2 separate regions of the Triticum aestivum genome follow, and region 1 is linked to region 2. A link is a contact called in public Hi-C data. All regions are on one chromosome and are shown on one strand. The core of a region is the stretch at or near the end of the contact, and the rest is flanking DNA. Distances in the headings are between cores, read along the strand shown.

Region 1 (5,384 bases), core at 520-3,019, 570 kb before region 2:
CAAACCACAGGTATGGTATTCAAAACGAAAAGAACGATCAACATGACCCATGTGTCTTAAAATCATCTGTGCAGGTGGGATCAAGGTGTGAAAGAAAATTGGTAACCTGGCACTGTCCTAAGAATGTACTCCCTCTGTAAAGAAATATAAGAGTGTTTGGATCACTACTTGAATGATCTAAACACTCTTATATTTCTTTACGGAGGGAGTAGGCCTTAAGGTTTGTGTTTTACGCATCAAAAACCAGGTTGCTGCACTAGCGCCATTGCATCTGAGATTTCAAGTTATGCAATGAGCAACGAGCAACTCCCATCCATGTATGTACTGGGCACATGGATTAAACTCCACAGTTTGTACAAATATTTTCCAATTGATCAAGAAATGAATAATTGAAAAAATAAATGAGGAATTATTCTTAATGTGTACTGTGTGACAGCTCCTCATGATATAAATAGCGAATAAGAAACATGCTGCATGGGATAATCAGTAAATTACATAATAAATACTCCCTCCGTCCCAAAATAAGTGACTCAACTTTGTACTAGCTTTAGTACAAAGTTAGTACAAAGTTGAGTCACTTATTTTGGGACGGAGGGAGTATATATTATGACTAAGTTGAACAACTTTAACAAGTTATGTGTTTTGTCATATTATCTATAATTTCTTGAAGAAAATAGAACTTTGTGGCATTTTTCTTGCTCGAAGCATTTACAAAGTTGCTGAAAAATTAACGAAGCAAACACGTCAGAATCATCATAAAGAAAAAATAAGTCTTCCAACCTGTACGTTGCTCTGTTCAAGATATCCTTTCTATCCCACAAGAATATTAAGAAATGAATTCCATATATATTCACTACCAATCTTATCTATTTATACTAGAAAACAAAGGACCTATGCCTCTACACTGTCAGTAATGCTGCTGCAAATGAATTCCACCTAGCTCGTTTCATCATTGCACTAGCAATGTTTGCGCAGAAACTGCATTCGAAACCCAACACTCACCAATCTGGGCACAGTGCAGAAGAGCCTGCCCAATTCCGGGCGCTCGTGTGGCGAGCTCCCACCGGTTCCGGCAGTACCGCACAGCCTCCCACACGGCGAGGCTTGCCAGCAACCCCAGCAGCGACATAGGCATCCGGTACCTGCACACATGCCGCCACAGACAGCAGCAGCAGCAGCTGCTTTAATACTCCATCCGCACGCACGGACATGCAAAGACACTAAAGATAACGAAACGAAGGCAGGATGAAGGAACGAGGGCAGATAGCAGTGGCATATACAGGCAGCAGGCGAAGACGAGGATGGATAGCGCGGCATAGTTGCGGGCGTAGCGGCGGACGTTCTCCTGGACGCGGAGTCGGGCCTGGGTGGGGGTCGGGGGCCAGGAGTAGGAGGCGACGCCGGGGGCGCCGATGAAGGCGAGGGACCAGGAGGGGGTGGGCGCGGCGAGGTCGGCGGCGGAGAGGCACGCAAAGGGGTTGAGCGCGAGGAGAGAGGCTAGGGTGCGCGCGAAGGCGAGGAGGTCGGCGGCGGCGCCGGCCCCCGAGGAGGTGGATGCGGGGCTGGCGCGTGTTGGGGCGGCGGCGGCGGGTGCGGGGGCGGAGGAGTCGAGGAGGTCGAGGTAGCCGGAGTCGCGGAGCCAGCGGTCGAGAGCGGGGTCCGGTACGCTCAGCGAGAGGGGGTTGGGCTTGAACGACGACGACATGTCGCCGCTGGGCCGTACGATTAGGAGGACAGGGGTGGTGGCTGCTTTGCAGCGTGTTTCTCTTCTCTTCAACTTAAAGAAGATCAGGAGGAGCGACCGCGCGTGCGCCGTGGGATGGGGAACGGAAATATTTTTGGCACAATCTTAGAGCAGCCCAGTTAGGTAGAAAAATAATGAGGCATTGGTTTGATTTTTTCTCACCCAATGCCCTAAATTGAGGCTATCATTACAATGGCCTCATCTGTGTCATGTTTTCCCTCTCGTTAGGGTTTCTTTCCTCTCGACGCCGGCGGCGATTGTTGAGACCTGTTTTCCTCCTCCTCTGCTGGATCGGGGATCCGTTCTCCGGCCAATCTCGGGGTAGCCTCGTCTGCCCCCGGCCTGGCTTTCTGTCTCTACTCGCAGGGGCGTGAGGGTTTTTAATCTCCCGGACGGTATCCGACCCTGGAGATCGATCTATCTGCTTCGACAACCCATGGCGAACCATGGCGATCCAGTGGCTTCGGGATCAAAAGGAAAGGGCAAGCTAGAGGAGCTGACGAAAGAGCTGGCCCTGAAGGAAGACGACCTCGATGACATCGTTTTTGAGGAAGATGACGCCCCGGCGGAGGAGGACCTCCGCTGGATGATCTTGGCTAGAGTTCACATGGACAAAGGGTGTAGTACCTACTGGTTCTTCCGCAACATGAGGGCAGCCTGGGACCTCGCTAGGCCGGTGAAAATCAAAACCCTAGAGGATAACCTCTTCCAAATGCAATTCAACTGCCTGGGTGATTGGGAGAGAGTTACCCAAGGGGGGCCGTGGCACTTCCGAGGAGACCCGGCCATCATTGCCCCATATGATGGATTCACAAAGCCAACAGAGATAGAGCTCTACAAATTTGAGATCTGGGTCCGCATCATCGATCTTCCTATCGGCTTCCATGGGAAAGTAAAGGCTCTTGCTGCCAAGATTGGCGAGTTTGTGGATCCAGAGCCATCTTCTTTTGACTTTGAAGCAAACTTCTACAAAGTTAGGGTTCGCCTTGATGTGAGAAACCCTCTCAAGAAAGCAATCTCGCTGATCCGTGGAGGAGAGAGGGTGATCTTCGCGGTAAAGTATGAGCGTCTACCTGACTGGTGCCAGGTCTGCGGCATGATGGGTCACGAGTTCAAGGAGCACAGGGACGGAGTCCACCCCCCCTCAGCGCTAATCTTCAAAAACTTGAGAGCACCGGCGACCACTGCTTGGGGCACCCGCCGACGCAACAGGAGCCAGAAACCAAAGGCCCAAGGGGGTCAGCCCGGCGCAAGCTTAGAGGAGGGGACAAAGGACCTGGAGGAGCAGCATGCTATTGATATGGAGCTCTCTGATTCCAACCGAAAGCGTTCATCGCAGCAGGTTGTAGAACCCACCAGCCAGACGGGATCTACGGGGATGGAACTGGTTTTGGTAGCTAAGTCTAGCGATGGTGCAGCCCCAATGAGCCCCCCGCCAAAGCAAGACCCCAAGAGAACCAAGACCACCCAGCAGACTGAGAAACAAGCCATCGTAGCTCTGAACAAAACCACAGCAGCGGGGAAGATCAATGAAGCAAAATCGGCGGCCTCCTTCGGGGAGGACCGCTGAGCACAATGAATCTGATATGCTGGAACTGTCGCGGGATAGGCAACGCCCCGACAGTTCAAGAGCTACGTGAACTCGCGATAAAGTTTGCCCCTGGAGTACTTTGCTTAGTGGAAACCCAGATTAGTGGGGTTATAGCTGAAAACTTAAAAAGCACTCTAGGTTTTGATAACTCTTTTTATGTTGACTCCTCTGGTAGGAGCGGAGGTTTAGCGATGTATTGGAATAATGAAATAAAGATGGAGAATTTGGGTTACTCGCAGTATCACATAGATATGAAAATCTCAGAGCTTGGTGGTGACCCGTGGAGGCTGTCATGTTTTTATGGCGAAGCGCAAACACATATCCGACAGAGAAATTGGGACACAATGAAGAATCTGGCAACGCTCCATAACCTGCCATGGGCCTGTATAGGAGATTTTAACGAGGTGATGCGCCGCGACGAGCATGATAGCATAGGCACGAGGAACCAAACACATATGCAAGGATTCAGGGATGCGGTGGACGTGTGTGGCTTAATTGATCTAGGTTTTCAGGGACGCAAATGGACCTTTGAAAAGAAAGTGGCAGGTGGATCTTTTACTAGAGTTAGGCTGGATAGAGCCTTTGGCTCGACCGAGTGGTGCGCACAATTCCCCCTGGCCGCCGTGGAGCATCTCACTGCGGCAACATCCGATCACTCGCCGATCCTGCTGCACCTTAGTCCACCGGCTAGAAGGAGAGCTGAGACGAGGTTTAAATACGAGTGCATGTGGGATACCCACCCTGGGTTGATCCCCACCGTCCAGAATGCATGGGAGGCGAACGGCCCCAATCTGATGGCTCGGAGGTGCGAGCTAATTTGGCAGTGCTATCTAATAATCTTGGCGAATGGAGCAAGACGTCCTTTGGTAGTGTTAAAAGAGAAATCAGACGGCTTAAGAAAGAGATGGAAAAGCTCAGAAATGATCCTCTCAAGGCTGGACCGAGTCATGCAGAGATTAAGATTAATGATAGATCGATTGAACTCTATTTGCATGAAGAACTCATGTGGCGTCAGAGATCCCGTGTTCAATGGTTGTCTGAAGGCGACAACAACACACATTTTTTTCACCTGAGAGCGTCTATGAGGAGGCAGAAAAACTTAACTAAATCTTTGCAAAAACAAGATGGGCAGGTTACGGAGGACCTCATGGAGATGCAGGCTCTAGCATTGGAGTACTATAAAAACTTGTATTGCTCCGAGGGGGTACAAGATATGGAGGTACTCCAGCACGTCCCAGTTAAAGTGACAATGGCTATGAATGACCAACTTCTCGCCCCTTACACGGAAGTGGAGGTCAGGAACGCTCTCTTCCAAATGTTTCCCACCAAGGCCCCGGGGCCGGATGGTTTTCCTGCACACTTCTTCCAACATCATTGGGACACTTGTGGCACTGCTGTCATGAGAGCAGTACTCGGCATTGTGCGGGGGGAGGAGAGTCTGGAATGTGTCAACGACACACTACTGGTATTAATACAAAAGGTATCAAACCCTACCTTGTTATCACAGTTTCGTCCTATCAGTTTATGCAATGTTTTCTACAAGATAGCATCGAAGGTTCTGTCAAATCGGTTGAAGGTTATATTGCCAAAGATTATTTCAGAGGAGCAATCTGCATTTGTCCCAGAAAGGCTGATTACTGACAATATAATTTCTGCTTATGAATGCTTACATTTCATGAAGAGGAACAAATCAAAGGGCAATAGTCACCGTGCACTCAAACCGGACATGATGAAAGCTTATGACAGGGTCGAGTGGAATTATCTGGAAGCAATCATGAGGAAGTTGGGTTTTGCGGAACCATGGATCACGGTCGTCATGAACATGGTCAAAACAGTTTCATTTTTATTCTATTTAACGGCAGCATTTTGGAGGGTTTCAACCCTTCTCGAGGTATTCGACAGGGAGATCCTATCTCTCCATACCCTTTCTTGTTGGCAGCAGAGGGCCTTTCGTGCCTGTTAAAGTCTCAGAATGAATCATCCCAGCTCAGCGGCATCAATGTGGCACCATCGGCTTCGTCGGTGAACCACCTTTTATTCGCGGATGAT
Region 2 (5,384 bases), core at 63-2,562:
TTGACCATCACTTTGAAAACTTCATAACTAATTCATACTAAATCAGAAAAATACAAATAAGATGCCAAAATGTTCCGAGAAACATCACCTATATGTCAATGTCACTTGCATTCATGACAAAAGTGTTGGTAAGTGGCCATTCGAGTTTTAGCTCTTATCATACCACCATGAACAGTAAAATCTAAAAAATTCAAAAAAATCAAGAAAAAATTGGTGGCAAAGTATTGCAAATGTTTTAAGTGCTTGCCAAGTTTCATGAGGGAATGACATTCGTGGAAGTCGTGGCAAAAAAAACAATAAAAACTCGAAAATAGATTATTATTTTTGCCACGACTTCCAAGAATGTCATTCCCTCATGAAACTTGGCAAACACTTAAAACATTTGCAATACTTTGCCACCAATTTTTTCTTGAATTTTTTGAATTTTTTTATATTTTACTGTTCATGGTGGTATGATAAGAGCTAAAACTCGAATGTCCACTTACCAACACTTTTGTCATGAATGCAAGTGACATTGACATATAGGTGATGTTTCTCGGAACATTTTGGCATCTTATTTGTATTTTTTGGATTTAGTATGAATTAGTTATGAAGTTTTCAAACTGACGATCAAACGGTCAAAGGGTAAAAGCACAAGACGACAAAGTAGGTTGGGCAAGACCGCGTGCTTTCAAAAACTAGGGGCATATCGATTGAGGGGGACATAACTACGGGTATGAATACAATTATCCCTAAATAATAAACATAATAACTCTTCCCAACCAAACAACAAACTCTATCTAAAAAATCAACAGAGTAAAGATAGTTAATTTTTTAAAATAGTTTTACATATGTTCACACTTTTAAAGACTGGTCAAAATTTCCAAAAAAATATATTATTGAGAATATGCATTTACAAATGTTCAAAAAAATAAAAAATATTAATTTTTTTAAATAATGTTCTCCTTAAAATCCAATTTTAATAAAACATTCACTTTAAAAAAGAATCATGTTTTTCACAAACTATTCCATGAACCACTACTCTTCCATTAGATGAAGAACACTAAGATGGCTTTTTAACGTCAAAACTTCATACTTCAAAAATCAATAATCAATGTAACCTTAGTATAGATGTTTATCAGAATTGAATATAAACTATGGTGCGTAATAACACATGAATCAGATTTTACGAGTTTGTACGTACGTAACAACACATGGACATGTATACTCGTTTTTTATAAAAATAGTTAAACTTAAAAATGTTTGACTTAAAACAAAGTTCTTAATTATTTTGGATAACGTTTTTAGTATGCATACAGCCGGAATGGGGAACAGCGGGCGCACCACACAAGACCCGGTGCCCAGGTACGTTTCCCTGCCTCCCACCCTAACCTAGCAACCTACCACCTCTCACCGATGGCGACGACGAGCTCCCCTCGTCTCCTACCTCTCCCCTCCTCCACCTCCACCTGCACCTCGTCCGCCCTCCCACCAGTCTGTCCTTCCCGCCTCCGCTTCAATCCACCAGCAGCAGCAGCAGGCGCGGTTTCTACTTCCGCCTTGGGCCGTGGCTGCAGTTCTTGGCTCAGCCTCCGCTGCCGAAGCGCTGCCGGACCCTTGCCGCCCTCCTCCGAGCCACCGCCTCCATCTCCTCAAGGTAGCGCCACTGCCTCGCACCTCTCCGTTTGCTTACTGTAGTTTTTATACTACTCTCCAATCAGTTGTAGTTAGGGATTAGAGGCTCTAGAGGATTGATTTTCAGTTTATCGTTGCTGGTCATTACGGGAGCTCTTGAAAGCCGTCTCTCACGAACTTAAATTGGCATTTCGGGGGATTGGAAAAGCACCTTACAAATTTCCGCCAAGATAATACCCGTGGCCGAATGAGGGGCGGAGCTTGACCGTATCTTACCCAAAAAAAAAAAACTCCCTCAGTTCCTAAATAATAAGCCATTTTAGAGATTCCAATACGAACTACATACGTAATAAAATGAGTGAATCTACACTTTAAAATATGTCTATATACATCTGTATGTAGTCCTATTGAAATCTCTAAAAAGGCTTATATTTAGAAGCGGTGGGAGTAGTTTGTTGCATAAATGTTTCCATATTTGGGGCGTTATTTTTCTGTGGATGCGAGTTCATGTTCTATGGGATTCATCTTGGTTCAGACGAAAAATATACTGGTAGTTTGTTTAGTTAAGATAAGATGACTTGTAACCTAGGAGTTCTTCTACGGCACCCTCAATGATAATGGAGTGTCTACCTATGTCAATCCAACGGATAAGCTTCATCCATACTCCAACCAACTCTTCCATTACTACCTTAAAAAACTGAGTGCCCTGCTTTGAAGGGTAAAATGGTATTCTTAGGGGAGCTAAAGCTTCCTGACCACCAGCATCAGCCTTAAGCTGATGGACGACCTGCAGAATTGGCGTGATTTTATTGGCGAACATTCCTTTCACGCCAATTCTGCAGACTCGGCCCCTGTGGTCACGTGCTACTGCACCCGCCCAGCTCGCCTCGGCGTCCGGAAGGAATGCTGCATCAGAGTTCAGTTTCACTGTCCCCTCAGGCGGAGCCTCCCAGTTTCCACTCGCATCCCTAGGTTGGACAGGGGCAGAAGCAGTGAGAGCCCAGTTGCTCTTTCCTTTGTCTCCCGTAGCTGGTTGGTCCAGATTTTTCAATTTCTCCTCATACCCAACCAGAAACATCACGGACCACGATACTGATTCTTTCCCATCATTGTGGACACAATTGTCCGCAGGAACCAAGCTCTCCACATGAACAATACAATTCTGATTCTTGTCTCTGCATTATTATTGTCAAGCAGAATTTGTAGCCAGCCTGTACTGGTGTATCTGAACTCCTTCTCATTCGGTAGAGCCCATTTCTTTCTCATTTCAAACCTTAGGGCTCTACTCTTAGTGCATGCGATGACGGCGTGGTATTCATCCTCAGCTCCATTACCGCAGATGTCACACACATTGTCATGGACGATTGTACGTTTACATTTATTTCTTTTTGTTGCTAACGAGCACGTAGCAACCCTCCAGCCAAAGATCTTGATTCTCTCTGGGATCTGGGACGTTTATTTTCCATATGATGTCCCCATATCCCCCTATTTCCTGCGTCATTGTGGGAGTTCGAGGCACCGGAGGCAGTGTTTCGCTCAAGAGCAGCAGCTAATTTTTATGGTTGCTGATTTTTTGTCAAGCTGATGTCTCTTAGCCAACTCTAGTTCATTTTTCTTGTCAATGTTGGGCAACTCATGGCAAAGCAAAAGCTTGGCCAAATATTTGGCTGGTAGGGCAAACTTGGGCTAAAACCAAACATAGCCATAATGTCCTCAGGACACCCTAAAGCACCTCGATGTGGTGGAATTCTTGGGTCAACCCATATATAGTCCCAATCAAAATCCTCAATGACCAAAGGGTCATAGCTTTTGCCGCCCACCTTCTCACGCCTCTTTTGAAAGCTACTCACACCAAGTCATTCAATGTTTGGCGTTCTAACTGGTTCCTTTTCTTTGTGTGGATCTAAATAGCTTGCTGCAATTACTTTTGAATAAATACAAAGACTTTACTAGGTGACACACAAACTCAAACATGGTCTAACCTCACAGCCGGATCATGAAGCACAAAGTCTAACAATATACTTTGCAAACATTTGTAGCTCATTGGCCTAGGGCTTGTACCCTTAACCTCATTGACAAGAAGCTTCAGTTGCAGTCTCAAATTGCCTAGAGCTTACGTACCATACACATAGAAGAACAATGCCCACTGCATATTCACACAGTGTCTCTCTTCCTTAGTCTTTGTACTGGAGTCCATGGTTGTTTTGAGAACACCTAGAGCGTCTTTCATCAACAAGATCCACAGGTTTTCTTCGAAGCATGTCAGCAATAGGTTATTTTGAGAAACAGATACATCCAATCAGAAATTAATTACCTTAGTTGGTTACTGAAGTTCATCAATACTTCTTGCATCTGGGGCTCTGGACTGGAACAGTTAATCTAGATTGTCAAGGTCAACGTTAAGAGTTAATATTGTTTGAGCCTTCAGCCAGCAGAGCAATGGATGGTTTCTGTACATATGTTCTTATGGAGTGAGGACCCATCAGTTCTCTACATTTTAGCACATGGTTTTCTTGTGTATGGCAGTTTCTCCCTCAAAATTGTAGGTCCTACATAATGGTTGCATCCTTGTGACATGGCTGCATGTAATTGATCTTGTTTTTTCATTTGGGCAGATTGGCAAGAGAGGTTGTCAAGATTACAGGATACGTTACGGATATTCTTTGCAGTTCTCTTCTGGATGTCACTGTTTTTCTGGGGCAGTGCTTGGGGTGGAAGTAACAACTCAGGGGGCAAGAAGGGCCAGCGATTTCGAAACAAATCCAAGTGAATAAGCCCTAGGAATGGTTAGTGTCTCAGTTTTACTGGTATATATATAACTTTCCTGTGTTCGTATGAACAAGCAAGTGGTATTATACATCCTGCTCAGGTGCACAGTGGATTCGCATGTATTCAAATGTAACATTGTGTGTAGCGTTGCAAAGCTTCTCTTTGATATATGATATGCCACGCGAGGTGGGCGAAAATTAGGGATATGCTATTATGCTGAGAGTACCCATGTTTATTGAGTGCAAATTATATGATATCACAGCAGAAGCTAAAGTTAAACGTGTCTCCCATTTGCTATATTTGACATGATAACTGACGGAGACGGCACGTAGGGGTATGTAGTGGCACACACTGAATTCGTCAAGTTTCAGTGGCTGCAACCAAATATCAGAATTACTTAGTGGCTTGAACGGAATTATTCCTACAACGAATGCTAGCCGATTAATTTATTTTTGATATTGATAGCTTTGTTCTAACCGTCTTGGCCTAACATTTTTTTTAACATTGCCTCTGCTCTAGCTATGCTAAGTTTTAAGGTCAAAAAAAGTTACAAGTTATCTAGGACTGGGGCGTCATGCTAGATAGCACGATGTCGTCCCAGCTTACGGCGTCGTGCAAAAGGGTCAAATTGTGTATAATAATCAGATTCGGTCCATTTTATGCTAAAGTTTTAGAAAATGGTCAAATATGTCCTTTTCACAGTGCAGGCACTGTCATATTAAATACATTAAATACAGATGCTACCTTCTCACCTGATTCTGGACTACCGAGGCAGAGTTTTCTTTTCTCTGAGCCATCATATGTGTGTGTGTCGTTCTGTTGAAAGGCTGAGAGCATGTCTGCTCTGATTGGTGTGCAGACGTTGTGGAAATTGTATAGAGGTCCAATCATTCTTGAGATGGACTATGTGGTTGTCGTCAGATAGCTGAAACCTAAAGCATTGAATCTGCCTTTCATGTCGAGAATACGGTGGCTCCTGCCCTAGCGCTCCCTGCTCCCAC

What was found. Hi-C and Micro-C count contacts between places; a contact is called where the count stands out from the background.
Region 1: a Hi-C map of leaf shows a contact between it and region 2, with 4 times the contacts expected there. The contact joins the promoter of LOC123120784 here to the promoter of LOC123120780 in region 2. A contact is called at or near these places in 2 of 5 Hi-C or Micro-C datasets (both in leaf).

The regions. Positions count from the first base shown.
Region 1 is chr5D:269,531,044-269,536,427 of IWGSC CS RefSeq v2.1, reverse strand. LOC123120784 (PRA1 family protein H) reads right to left here and starts at 1,769. Exons shown (of 4, transcript XM_044540771.1): 1 at 1,281-1,769; 2 at 1,003-1,142. The coding sequence starts at 1,705.
Region 2 is chr5D:268,961,116-268,966,499 of IWGSC CS RefSeq v2.1, reverse strand. LOC123120780 reads left to right here and starts at 1,312. Exons shown (of 2, transcript XM_044540768.1): 1 at 1,312-1,636; 2 at 4,230-4,589. The coding sequence starts at 1,396. The coding sequence ends at 4,384.